Regions from separate parts of the Danio rerio genome. Here region 2 is linked to region 1. A link is a contact called in public HiCAR-type data. All regions are on one chromosome and are shown on one strand. Each heading gives the region's core, a stretch centred on a gene start, on an enhancer-like site or on the middle of the called end of the contact. The rest is flanking DNA. Distances are from core to core; before and after follow the strand shown.

What was found. HiCAR-type assays count read pairs that join an accessible place to other places.
Region 2: a contact with region 1 is called in a HiCAR-type map of caudal fin, with 6 times the contacts expected there. The contact joins two enhancer-like sites. A contact is called at or near these places in 4 of 18 Hi-C or Micro-C datasets (caudal fin, embryo, hematopoietic stem cells and 1 more) and 3 of 4 datasets of contacts at active chromatin or transcription factors (caudal fin, embryo and gastrula embryo).

What each region holds. Positions count from the first base shown.
Region 1 is chr2:28,641,551-28,648,120 of GRCz12tu, forward strand. No RefSeq gene overlaps it. Among named protein-coding and RNA genes, the nearest start is that of fndc3ba, 68 kb to the right of the region's middle. Within about 2 kb of position 3,986, at least 3 of the 62 cell types and tissues checked have an H3K27ac peak or open chromatin away from gene starts, as enhancers often do.
Region 2 is chr2:28,797,554-28,804,161 of GRCz12tu, forward strand. The region is part of intron 5 of fndc3ba (fibronectin type III domain containing 3Ba); the gene reads left to right. Among named protein-coding and RNA genes, the nearest start is that of fndc3ba, 88 kb to the left of the region's middle. Within about 2 kb of position 1,453, at least 18 of the 62 cell types and tissues checked have an H3K27ac peak or open chromatin away from gene starts, as enhancers often do.

The DNA of each region.
Region 1 (6,570 bases), core at 2,736-5,235:
GTCCCAATTGAGAATGTTCCTTTTCCCAACATCATCTGGGCCCAGTGCGGATGCGTACAATGCCTGTCGGAGGCTGCTTTGGACCTCGCTCTAGAAGATTGGTTTAAGCTGGTTCTTTGTTAATGGGGTTGTTAGCACGAGGCGCACCCAGTCACAGTCGCTCGCTGCAGCCCTTAGCGCACTCAGCAGCATGACACACGCAAAAGCCTCTGTCCGACAGGAACAGGACAGGGGAGAAGGTTACTGCATCTCCAGATAACGCAGGAACAGGGAGCCCGGGTCATTGCAGAAAAGCTGCTCCCCAAGTCATGGCTCGGGCCCCGGCCCGCTTCACACCTCAGCCTAACCGGCTCAGCCCTTAGAGCCAATCCTTATCCTGAAGTTACACATCTGACTTGCCAACTTCCCTTAACTGCCATGTTACCACACTCCACAGGCTGTTCACCTTGGAGACATGCTGGGGATATGGATATGACCTGACACAAGACTTACACCTTCTCCCCCGGATTTTCAAGGGCCGACGAGAGCTCACAGGACGCCGCCAGTAGAGGGTCGTTTTCCAGGGCATGGGCCCCTCTCTCAGTTTGTTTGTGTTACCGCACCAACTCTGCTGCTCTGGGCTCGGGAATCTGTACCCGACTCTGTTACGGTCAGACAGGGGTGACAGAGGCCATCACCCTTCCCTTCCGAATGGCATAGGCCCGGCTTACCCATGTTCGACTGTTTACATGGAACCCTTAACCACTTCGGTCTTCAAAGCTCTAGTTGGATTATTGCTACTACCAATATTTGCTACCTACTAAAACTGTATGCTGAGTGCCAGCTATCCTGAGGGAAACTTCTGAGGTAACTAGATGGTTTGATTAGTCTTTCGCCCCTATACCCAGGTCGGACGACCGATTTGCACATCAAGACCCCTGGATTCCCATTCCCTTTTCTGACATGGGCCTGTAATCACAGCGCGAAGCACACTGCTGACGGAGGAAATGGGATGAGGATTCAGCGCTAGACTCCCTTTTCGCGTACTGCTACTGAGGGAATCCTAGTTAGTTTCTTTTCCTCCGCTTAGTAATATGTTTAAATTCAGCGGGTTGTCTCGTCTGATCTGAGGTTGTAAACAACAGTGATAGGAGCAGCCGGCCCCTGTCAGAGAGGGGGGCAACCCCTCCTCTCTAGCCAGCGACAAACACTCATGCCAAGGGGGTAAGCAGGTGTGCTCCGCGCATGGGCAGCTGTCGGGATAACACCCATGGCACCTGACGCGTCGCCCTGTGAAAAACAAATGAGCTGGCGAGGCCCCAAGATGGGCGTTCCTCCACATGTCACAAGGATAGAAAGGGCATTAAACCCAATACCCCACCTCCCCTGCAGTGGGAGAGGATGAGACCAGGAAGGTACCCATCAGGGAGCTTACACGCCAACCACGAGTCACAAAAGCCTCACCTCTAACCCTACTTGATCACTCAATGTTTAAAGGAGGCTGTCGGGAGGAGACATCACCCAGAATGATCAAGGGGGAAATGTGTTTAAGTAAGGGATAGCCCTGGAGAGATGACTGCACGGAAGCTTTCAATCACTCTCCAGGCATAAGGGAGGAGATCCCCTCGACCCTGTTAATAATCCTTCCGCAGGTTCACCTCTGGAAACCTTGTTACGACTTTAACTTCCTCTAAACGACTGAGTTTGATGGTCTTCTTGGTGCTCTGCCACGGCCCCTGACCAGGGAGCCACAGGCACAGATGTTTCTTGCTTAACCGGAAGTCCAACACAATGCCTCTGGTGCCGGCCTTCAAGCTTAGAAACCCCCCCGGCTTGGAGGCAGGAGGAAGCCAGGCCAAGACACGGCCCTTGGCCGGAGAAGAAGGATCTTAGGCCGGCCTACAAGCTTGGAAACCAGAACTAAACGACACCTTAATCAAAACCCTGATGGCAGGTCAGCGATAACTGGTGGTTGGGGGTGAGGACCTCCAGGCAGGGCGGCCCGGCATCCGAGCCCAAAAAGGCACAGCCTGCCCGGCTTTGATCGGTCAGTCTCTCAGGCCTGGATGTGCTCAGAGGAGCAGTCATTTTTGACATGAATCAAACATTTCTAAAGCGGTGTCATTGGTGACTCTCAACCAACTTGTCAGTCGCTGAGGCCTGGGTGTGCCAAGAGAAGTGCTCGTTTTTGACATTGACCTCTGACCCCCTTCGAAACGGTGCTGTTGGTGACTCACAACCAGCTTGGCTGTTATTTCTTTATTGACTTTCTCAAAAAAAGATTTTTTTGGAACTTTTATGACTGGATGAACCAGCCTTAAATCTACTATGACCCTTACGCCCGTAACACACCAGATAGACAGAAACAGTTTGCAAGTGAACATGAAATATTTTTAAAAGTATTTTTCCACCAACATGTGCTTTTAGTCATGGTCTTCATAGTAAGGCCTGAAAATAGTCCCCAGCTAGGTATCTCAGGTAACTTGGTAACAGCACTGCGTAATATCATTAATTTATTATTAATACTATTATGAAAAAATACAGCAACAAAGTTCATTAATTATTACACCAGAATGAAAATATAGTTTTGTGTTTATTTATTCATGCATATGTTTTATGCAGTGGAGGCCCTTCCAGCTACAACCCAGTAATGGGAAACACCTATACACCTCTTGCATTCACACATGCACTAATACAAACTAAGGCCAATTTTGTTTTACCCAATTCTGCACACTTATACGGCATGCCTTTGGACTGTTGGGGAAACCAGAGCACCCGGAAAAAAACCTACGCGAACACGGGGAGAACATGCAAACTCCACAAACAAATGCCAGCTCGCCCAGCCTGGACTAGAACCAGCGATGTTCTTGCTGTGAGGTGTGCCAACCTCCTAGCCATTTCAACCTAGTAAATAGCAACTTCTCATTTTCTATTGGTTTTAGGACATGATGTAACTTCAGAATAATGTAGCTTTGAATAGGGATATTTTTAAACGAAATGCTAAGGGTCTAATCCTTTTCAATGATCAGCTGAATGGATTAAAAAATGGTAAAACAGTTCTAAAAAACCTCTAGCTGACTTGTAGAATGTGCCTATTTCCGAAAAATTTGGAGTGTTACTTTAAGAGTGGACAAGAAAGTACTTATTGTTGTGAATATATTGTCATACTAACAATTGTCTGAATTAGGTTTGGTTGATTGCAATCTATTACCTATTGTACTTTTTCTTTTTGAAGTTATCTGTCCATCAAAATGGAATCGTTTTGACAAAGTTTTAATGTAGTTTAGGTTTTTGTTACATCTTATTGCCAATTTGTAAATTACAAAAAATATGATAAGATTCAGGCGCGGTGGCGCAGTGGGTAGCTCTGTTGCCTCACAGCAAGAAGGTTGCTGGTTTGAGCCTCGGCCTGGTCAATTGGCATTTCTGTCTGGAGTTTGTATATTCTCCCCGTGTTCCCATGGGTTTCCTCCGCTTGCTCCGGTTTCCCCCACAATCCAAAGACATGTACTAAGTAAATTGGGTAGGCTAAATTATCCGTAATGTGAGTATATGTGTGTGTAAAAGAAAGTGTATGGATGTTTTCCAGTGAAGGGTTGCAGCTGGAAGGGCATCCACTTCATAAAACATATGCTGGATAAGTTAGTGGTTCAAATGTACTCCATCTGTATATAGTTTTGAATGAAAATAAAATTTAAAAATTATATATAACATTTTTTTAAAAATAATTTTTCAATAAAAATCTAAAAGTAAAATATTAAAACACCTTGCATTGAGAATTAATTAATTAATTATTGTAGCATGTTTGGATGTTTAGTGTTCATTAATTAATTCTCAATTCAAGGTGTTTTATTAATTTTTCAATAAAAATCTAAAAGTAAAATTATTAAAACACCTTGCATTGAGAATTAATTAATGAACACTAAACATCCAAACATGCTACAATAAAACCTCGCTACTGTTGTTGCTCTAACTGTCCTGCTGATGGCACCAGACACACATTTCCACATTGTTAGTGTTCTGCCACTGACAGCTAAGGAAAATGTAGGACAAGGGGCATTGAGTTTGCTCAGCTGTGCTCCTCTGATTTTGAGATTTAAAAAGTATTTTCAGCTACCAACATGATTATGCCATGAGTCATGGACGTGAAGTGGACTTAAAATAGTTTGCATTCTTGAATGACAGTTTAATGATCCATCTAATTTTCTAAATTTTTCTTGTGATGACAGACTAGCACAAGCCTGCAAACCTGCGAAACCATATAAACACTGAATGCTGCAGCAAAAGCTGACCAGCTATATGAGACGTAATGGAGAAATGCAAAATGTACAACTTATTAATGATGAAGGTGGTCTATAGGAATAAATATATTTAATGATAAATTGAAAGGCTTAATGTGGTGTCTATAGTCTAATAGGTGTCTAATTGTGTTGTCAGTACCATCTATATAATGTATTTGTCTGTCTGTCTGTCTGTCTGCCTGTCCGTCTGTCTTTCTGTCTTTCTGTTGGTCCGTCTGTCTGTCTGTCTGTCAATTCATCCATTCATCCGTCCGTCCATCCATCCATCCATCCATCCATCCGTCCGTCCGTCCATCCATCCATCCATCCATCCATCCATCCATCCATCCATCCATCCAAAACTGTTCCACAGACCCTAGCAGTCCCTTGTAACCTCCTAGGGTCCCAAGACACCAAAACTTCTGGTGTACAGATAAAACATTTAAATGTGTTAGTAAATGTTACAATTCTGATAAGATTTTATTTATTTATTTTTTTTGGTCAATTTCATTATTTGTTCACATAACATATAGTTAACTAATTTAGAGTTATTACTCTATATATCGAAACATCAAACCACATATTAAGCATTGGGTGGGTTAGACTATTTTGTTTACAAACTGCGCAACAAACCAGTAACACAATTTTATGATAACAGTCACACACAGTTAGAATCATTACTATGCAAACACTCATTGAACTATTCTGAGCTAGTCAAACTATAAGTAATCAAGTAAACTAGAATATTTTAAAACACCTTACAATAGTGCCACTAATATCCATTAATCAAGGCTTAACTGATAAATAGTTATTAAAGAACTAAACTATTTACGAGTGTTTACTGAATAAGCAATAAATGAACATTCTATTTATTACACTTTTTCTCGGTGGCTTTGGTGCGTTTCTCACAACACTATTTACATTTGCACAGCAGTTGAAGCGTTTCTCAAAACAATAATAGCAGTTTCTTATTCCTTCCAACAAATTGCAAATGCTTTTGGACGTGCATCAATTGCTTTTATACAACTCTCTGCTGTTTTATAACATTATCATTTGCTTATGTTTTGTCAGTCAAGACTAACTAAACTTTTGAATGCTGAATAGTCATTCCATATGAAATCAACAGTCCTCATTTCATTACTCAAGTCATTACAAAATGTTGAATTAGTTGTCAAAATCTGTCAAGCTAATTTTATTTAAAAAATTTTATCTTTTTTCTTTTCTAAAAATGTCTTCTAAATTATACAATTTCATGAATGATTTACAGACCTGTGTGTGTTGTAGGTTCAGTTCCAATATGTACTGCAATATTGTTTAAAGTTGTGCACAGCTTTACCCAAAGGAAGTTTATGTTTGTTGTAAATAATGGTGTATTTATTTTTGTGCACAATGCTGTAAATAAATTAAAATGGCATAGATCATGTGTAATAAAAATGTGAAACATACATATTCAGTGTCTTGTACTCAGATACCTCACTAAATGTAGTGATGTTAAACTTTACTGTAGTTTTCAAATGGCTGTGCAAATACTATATAGAGCTGTAGCGAGCACTTTTTCAGGACGTGTCACCAAAAGCTGACTTTTTTTGCATGGGAAAAAATGTACAGAGTAAACTGACATAATGAAAACATGACAAAGCCAAAATCTTATTCAGAAACAATGGTGTCAGGACTTTTCATCTTGATGACACTGACACTTTCATTGACATGAATACTTGCTTTTGAGGAATGAGCTATCTATTTTGAGCAAGTGACACGCTTTTGCAGGTTATCAGCTAGGTTTTGTAGTTTTGTACTAATTGTTTTGAGAAATGCATTAACTGTTGTGCAAATGTAAATAGTGTTGTGAGTAATGCACTAAACAGACTGAGAAAAAAACTAATGCATTTCTCAGAATAATCAGTATGAACTGCTAAATCTATTGATAACCTGCAAAAGTGTCACATACTCAAAATTGGTAGCTTATTCCTCAAAAATTAGTATTCATTTCAATGAAAGTGTCGGTGTATTCAAGATGACAAGCCCTGACACAATTGTTTATGAACAAGATAGTCAAATGGCTTTGTTATGTTTTATTATGTTTTTCAATGCACAAAATTCTGATTTTGGTGACACTTCCTGAAAATGCTCAAGACAGCACTATATATTATTTGCACAGCCATTTTAAAACCACAGTAAAGTCTGACATTACTGCATTTAGTGAGTTATCTGTGTACAAGACACTGAATATGTATGTTTCACATTTTTACTACATATGATCTTTGCAATTTTAATTTATTTACAGCATTGTGCAAAAGAATAAATACACCCT
Region 2 (6,608 bases), core at 203-2,702, 150 kb after region 1:
TAGCGTACAGTCATAAGAAACTAAATCGCTTTTTGATCGACTACTACAAGCTGGAAAAACGTCAGATAAATATGCCAATGCAATTAACGTTATAGCTGAATAGATCTAATATTTACACATTTGCTTGAGGAAGGAATGATGGGGGTATTTACATCACTATTACTATTTTCCATAACGTCTATGCCCTTCCATAACATTAGCTGACGTTAAAACTAACAGATAGCACTATAGCTATTTATTGATTAGCAATCTGTCAACGTTGGGATGTAAAAAATATGGGACAACAAATAGCTTCAAATGATAGAATACATAGCAAACATTAGAAAATATTGACAATAAAATAAAAGGTTTAGCTTGTTAAAATCAATGGCCTATACAGAAATGAAATAAAGCTATAAAATATTTGATTGTATTTGCATATTGATTATAGTTACTATAGTTATTTAGTGAAGAGCAGGAAATGAATCTCATTATTTTGTTTGATAACAAAGGTGTTCATGTGAGAATGCACAGATCTATAATGAAGCATTCGAATACTTTAGTAACTGTTTAAGAAAAAAATAGTTGTTTAAATTAAAACACGCAGGACAGACATGTTTACATATTTTTAAGTGTATTGTCTGTTTAAACACACACCCGAATCTGAGTGGAGCAAAAAAAAAAAAAAAAAAAAAAAGCACTTTTCCGACAGTCCCTTACTGAGAGCTCAACTACATAGAATAGACAGATAGATTGATCTCTGCAGCAGCTGCTGAAGAGCTGCGCGCTGCAGACGCAGCTAGTGTGAAATGCAAACGCCTGCGTGCTTCTTCTGCTCTCCATACGCGCTGCGCACGCGCTGCTTTCGCTTTTGTTTATTTAATATAATCTCAAGTTTTGCTGTAATGTAATCGCATAGGCTGACATCGCGATTGCGATATGATCAATCATGCAGCACTATAGAGTGTACAATCTAACATGTAAATGTACTCAGTCTAGGCCAAGAAAATTAGTGTCTTTAGGGTCACCATAGGCAGGCCGCTGGGGTCAATTCTACGAGACCACAGCGTACTTCTCTCATCAGTGGAGTCAACTAAACAGTTGATGAAAGAGAAAAAACAAACTTGAGGGTTCTTGCTCACGTCACTTACTGAGAGCTGTGACCATCTGGGCCTCACTGCAGCTTGCCTCCTAGGCATAAATCATCATGACCGCATTTGTAGACTACTTGGTTCACCAGGTCACGCCGGAGATCAGGTCAAGTTTTTTTTCTTTATAGAGAAAGCCACAGTAGTATGATTTAGCTCTCAAGGCTTTAAAAAGACTAGAAAAAAGACAGGAATGAGAAAGAGAGACAGACAACAAAAGGGCAGACATTCCAGCTGTCGAAAATATTTTGTTGCTGGCATAGCAGCTTGAAGATCCAGGGCTGGCTACCAGACAGGACTGGGGCTGTTAAAACAACTCAAATTGTCCTCTCTCAGCACCTCTCATGGACGATCTTTCCTCAGATTGCCCAATAGGAACAAACATACTCACCTCAGCTCATAAGGCTTTATTACATAAGGCAGGAAACCAGATCCAGGGGCCCTTGATCTCCTTGGTTCCTAAGCTGCAAGGATGTGTGTGCTTTCTACTGCTCCGTCCTCATTAACTAGATTAGGCTGGGGTCAAGCCTGTGTGCTGAGGAAGACTGGCCACTAGATTAACCTTCTCAAGGTCTTAGACTTGCAGCACTTTAACCTTAACTCCTTTGTATCTCCGTCTCTCCGTGTGGTTGCATGGACTCAAGCAGAAACAGATGTTCACTTCTGCTTCTCTTTGGCGCTGTGCATTTCCTCCAGCCACGAGCTTTCACTCCGTCATTACCGACCAGAAGCAGCAGATGTTCCTTAATCTTGGCTTTGTGTCTTTGCCACAATGTTAACAGTTTCCCACATTCACTCTCTCACAACATATGAGTCACCGTAAAAGGTTATTCCCTGAGGTCACTTCGATAACGGCAAGCGATGGAGCTATAGTAGGTGACGCAACTTGAGGAAACCGAATCACATGAGAAGGTCGAGGGCAGATAAACCTGGTAACCGGATGCCAGCTTTCCCCCCTAATTAAATATGACCTTTCAATTATCTGCCCGGTGCTTATTCATTTGCAGTTGGTATGCCAGAACTCTCACCCATCAGGAGATTCTTGCACGTCTGGCTTTTCATGAAGTTGCTATAGAAATTGATGAGACGTGAGCCAAAATCAACATTTGTGTGTTTTTCTGGGAAATCCCTCTTTCAGTTCTTACAGTAACACAATGGACAAACTGACTGTTTCAGTGAAAATGTTTGTCTTGTTATTAGTACTGTTGTCTGCTAAATGTACACGTGGAGACAACCCTCACATAGATGTGCTTGTGCCTGGTTTTAGGAAGTTTTAGGACGAACAAATAATGACTTGATTTCTAGTTGATCATCATGGTATCAGAAGTGGCTTATTTGAAAGGCAAATACCTTTAGATTATGCTTATTTTACCAAAATAAAACATGATCATGCCTTGATTTTTAATTATTTAATTAGGACAGTAACGTCTGACTTTGCTTAGACAAAAGTCTTGTCACCTAACAGAAAAAATGTACAGTATAGAATATAAAGTCATGGTTCAGTAGAAAAATAATGAATATTGTGTATGACTCCCATGAGCTTAGAGGACAGCATCCATACATGCTGCAATGACTCAAATAACTCATTAATAAAGTCATCTGGAATGGCAAAGAAAACATTCTTGCAGGACTCCCAGAGTTCATCAAGATTCTTTGGATTTATCTTCAATGCGTCCTCCATCTTACACAAGACATGCCCAATAATGTTCATGTTTGGTGACTGGGATGACCAATCCTGTAGCACCTTGACGTTCTTTGCTTTCAGAAACTTTGATGTGGAGGCTGAAGAATGAGACTGAGCACTATCCTGCTGAAGAATTAGCCCTCTCCTGTGGCTTTGTAATCTAATGTCTTGACAGCTCAGGCTGTTGACGTTGCCATCCACTCTGCAGATCTCTCGCATGTCCCCTTACTGAATGTAACCCCAAAATCTTGATTTTCCTTTATCAAACTTGACTGATTTTTTTTTTTGTGTGAGAATCTTGAATCCATGCTGGCTCCAACAGGTCTTCTGCTGTATTTGTGATGATTGGGATGCAGTTCAACTGATGATTCACTAGAAAAATCTACCTTCTGCCACTTTTCCAAATGATCAACTAGTTATTATTTGTTGCTCTTACCACCGGGATCGACGACAAGACTTTTGTCAGTTATGTTTACTCCATGTTCTTAAGTGACATTATAGACACAACATACATGATTGCAAACAGGATGGATGACTAGAGGGATTAATAGATCGATGGATCGACAAACTGATGGATGTTTTGGTTAGATTGATGAAATGATTTATAGATTGATTAATAGATAGAAGAACGGATTGATAAATTTGATGGATCTATGGATTAATGGTTGAATTGAGGGATTGATTGATGGATGGATTGGTAGCAAGTTGGACTGCTTGATTGATGATTTGAAAGATGATTGATAGAAAGATATATGAATGGATGAATATATGAATGGATAAAATGAAATATGAAAATGAAGGTAAGGATAGACGGACACACAAATAATTAGACAGACAGAAACACAGAGAGACAAATAAATTACAAGATGGACAGAGGAGGGAGAAAAGACTCCTGGCACTGGTGGACATTTGCACCATTGGGCATCCAGAGCAGTTCATCAAGGTTTAGTCCCTCTGCAGCTCTAAGCAGTCTTGTTCCCTCCGCCTCTCTCCTTTCTCCTCCATCCCTCGCTTCTAGCCTCTGCCAACTTTTTCCATTCTTTCCAGCTCCCTTCCAGGAAGCGCTGGCGTGTCCCTGTGTCCCTTGGCAGTAGTGAGGCTATGCATCTCTGCTGTGAGCGAATGCCACTTCGAGTCCCTCTGGAGATAGCTAGAGACATGGAGCTAACACACTGAAGGCAGGAGACTGATGCCAACTTGGCAGGGGTGGAAAGGAAAGCATCCATTCTGCTAATGGGGCTGACAGTCTGTGATACTACAAATGACAGCATACCATAGTTTATCAGACATTTAGATACACACACACACACATCAACAGAATCTAGCCTGCCTAGACTTTGTGTTGAAAATGAAAAAGCAGGTATGAGCAACACTAACATCTGGAGCTTTTGTGCTCATTGTTTTGACTGAAGATCTTCATGTCCTCATTTTAACCTTTCTAAGGTAGCTTAGGCAGTTTAGTCTGGTGCTAAATGATGTATAGTGGAAGAGGCAGTGCACTGCTGATGTTTCAAATATGTAATCAGTTAGGTCATTACATCAGTGACATATGCTGTGCTACTGTTACCAGCAGAAGCATTGCAAATAATTTACTTCTTAATGTAGTAGTGTAATAGAAGACAACAGACCCAACCTTTACATTATAAGCACTGCTGTTCTAAGTAATTGGCTAGTGCATTTAAATGACTGTTCAAAATAATAACAGTGTCAAGACTTTGTTTTATTGTCAATTATCAACTTGAATTTTGTCAACTATTATAAATAAGGAGGGCAAGCAATGTGTCATACAATGTTAAAATCATTTCTTTTGAAGTAAAATGGGTCTTTCAAACCGCTATTTAATTCTGAAAATGTAAGTTAAATTAAAAGGTTTATTTGGAGAACAGAAATTGTATTTTAAAACTGGCGCACATTATTGGATGGTCATCTAAAATGATCTCAAATGCTTTAAAATGGCAACAAAAAAAAAAATGTAAAAAAAATGTAAAAAATGTAAAAAAGAAGAAAATGGGCAACTTTTGTTCATAGTCCAAATTGAAAAGATCCAGAAAGATCAAAGATGGTCTAAAATTGGCGTTACAGTCAGAAGATGTTTAACGGTAGCTAAGCTGTCTGCAAGATACCCGCACAAAGCAGCATTATTGAAATATTGCCATGTGCAGAATCAGTTAAAGCAGTGGAATACATTAACTGTCCCAAAGAGAAATTAAATAGTTCTTTTTGAAATTGCTTTTTTCTTTGACGACCCCCAGGTACCAAATTCAAGCCTTATTTTTTTTAAATACCCTTAAAGGGTGGCTTGAAAAATCATGGAATGGGATGTTTCTCATACTAAGGCCTATTAATTCTAGGTCTAAAATATCTTCAAAATCTTACAGCAATTCTTAACTTTTTGATTTAGCTGCTAATTCATATGGTTTATAATCTCATTTGTACATTTTAGCACGAATTGTTCATTCCCCAGCGATGGCTGTTTGGTTGCAAGCCTCATTTTAAAAGTTGCACATTTTCAGATGACTGAAAGTGTATAAATTATTTCAATTCAATTCAAAATGAAGTGAGTTTTTCCTTAAATCAAGCAAAGTAATCTGCCAATGAGGTAAGCAAAATAATCTGTTTTTGATTTGTGATAAGATTATTTTGCTTACCCCATTGGCAGATTATTTTGCTTGTTTTAAGGAAAAACTCACTTCATTTTGGAATATTATTTCTTAAAACAAGAAAATATGTTTTGCTTGTCTAGAAAATGCTTCTTGATTTAAGAACTTAGATATTTGGACTAGAAACAAGACAAAAAATCTAAGTAAGAAAAAAAAAATAAAATAAAAAAAACATTGGTTATGCAACTAAATATTAGTTTAAACAAAAGTTTGAAAATGTCTTATAAACAGACAGATGAACGGAGATAGATAGATAGATAGATAGATAGATAGATAGATAGATAGATAGATAGATAGATAGATAGATAGATAGATAGATAGATAGATAGATAGATAGATAGATAGATAGACAAACGGACGGACGAACGGACGGGTAGATAGAGAGATGGTCGGGTAGATAGAGAGAGAGATGTTCAAGTCAGTTTGAGTGTGAGCAGCTGTGTCAGATGTGTGTTCGTGTGAGAGTGCAGTGTGTAGCGTCAGTGGTTCTCAGGTTTGTGTGAAAGAGGAATTAGACAGCCAGCTGTTGAGCAGATGGAATGTGTGCTATGCGGAGATGAGAACGATCAGGATCCTGCAACTCTTTCTCTCTTTTCCTCCCACACTCCCTCCTTCCTTCCCCAACCCGTTATTAGTGACATATTTTCTGCAGAAATGAGTATGAACATTTTTTGTTGTTGTTTTTGTTGTTCTCATTTGACCACCTGGCAATATTTCCTATCCTGCTGTGCTTTAATATTTAACCTTACAACATAATGCAGTGTGTATTTGCCAAACCAAAAATCCCAAATTTAGTTTTATTTCCCATCTGCCTGTTCATCCTAACAGAGTTCTGGTAGTATAGCCACAGCTTCAGTTTGTCTTTCCTAATAATTTTTTTGGATGACTGAGCAGTTGCTTGGTTATTTTCAAGGTATTTCTATGGCCTCACAGCACCTTTCTATCCTGTAGGCTGTGTGAGTGTAACTACCATCACTAATCAAGAATGTGCAGTTTCATCTTGCCCCACCAGGCGGCGGAAGCAAGCATAAAGATGAATGAGTTCACAAAAGAAGCCTTTCTTTTCAGACCGAAGTGCATGAAAAATTCCAGGAGGCTTTAATCTAAAAGCAAACAAACAAATCGGCCTCACTAACA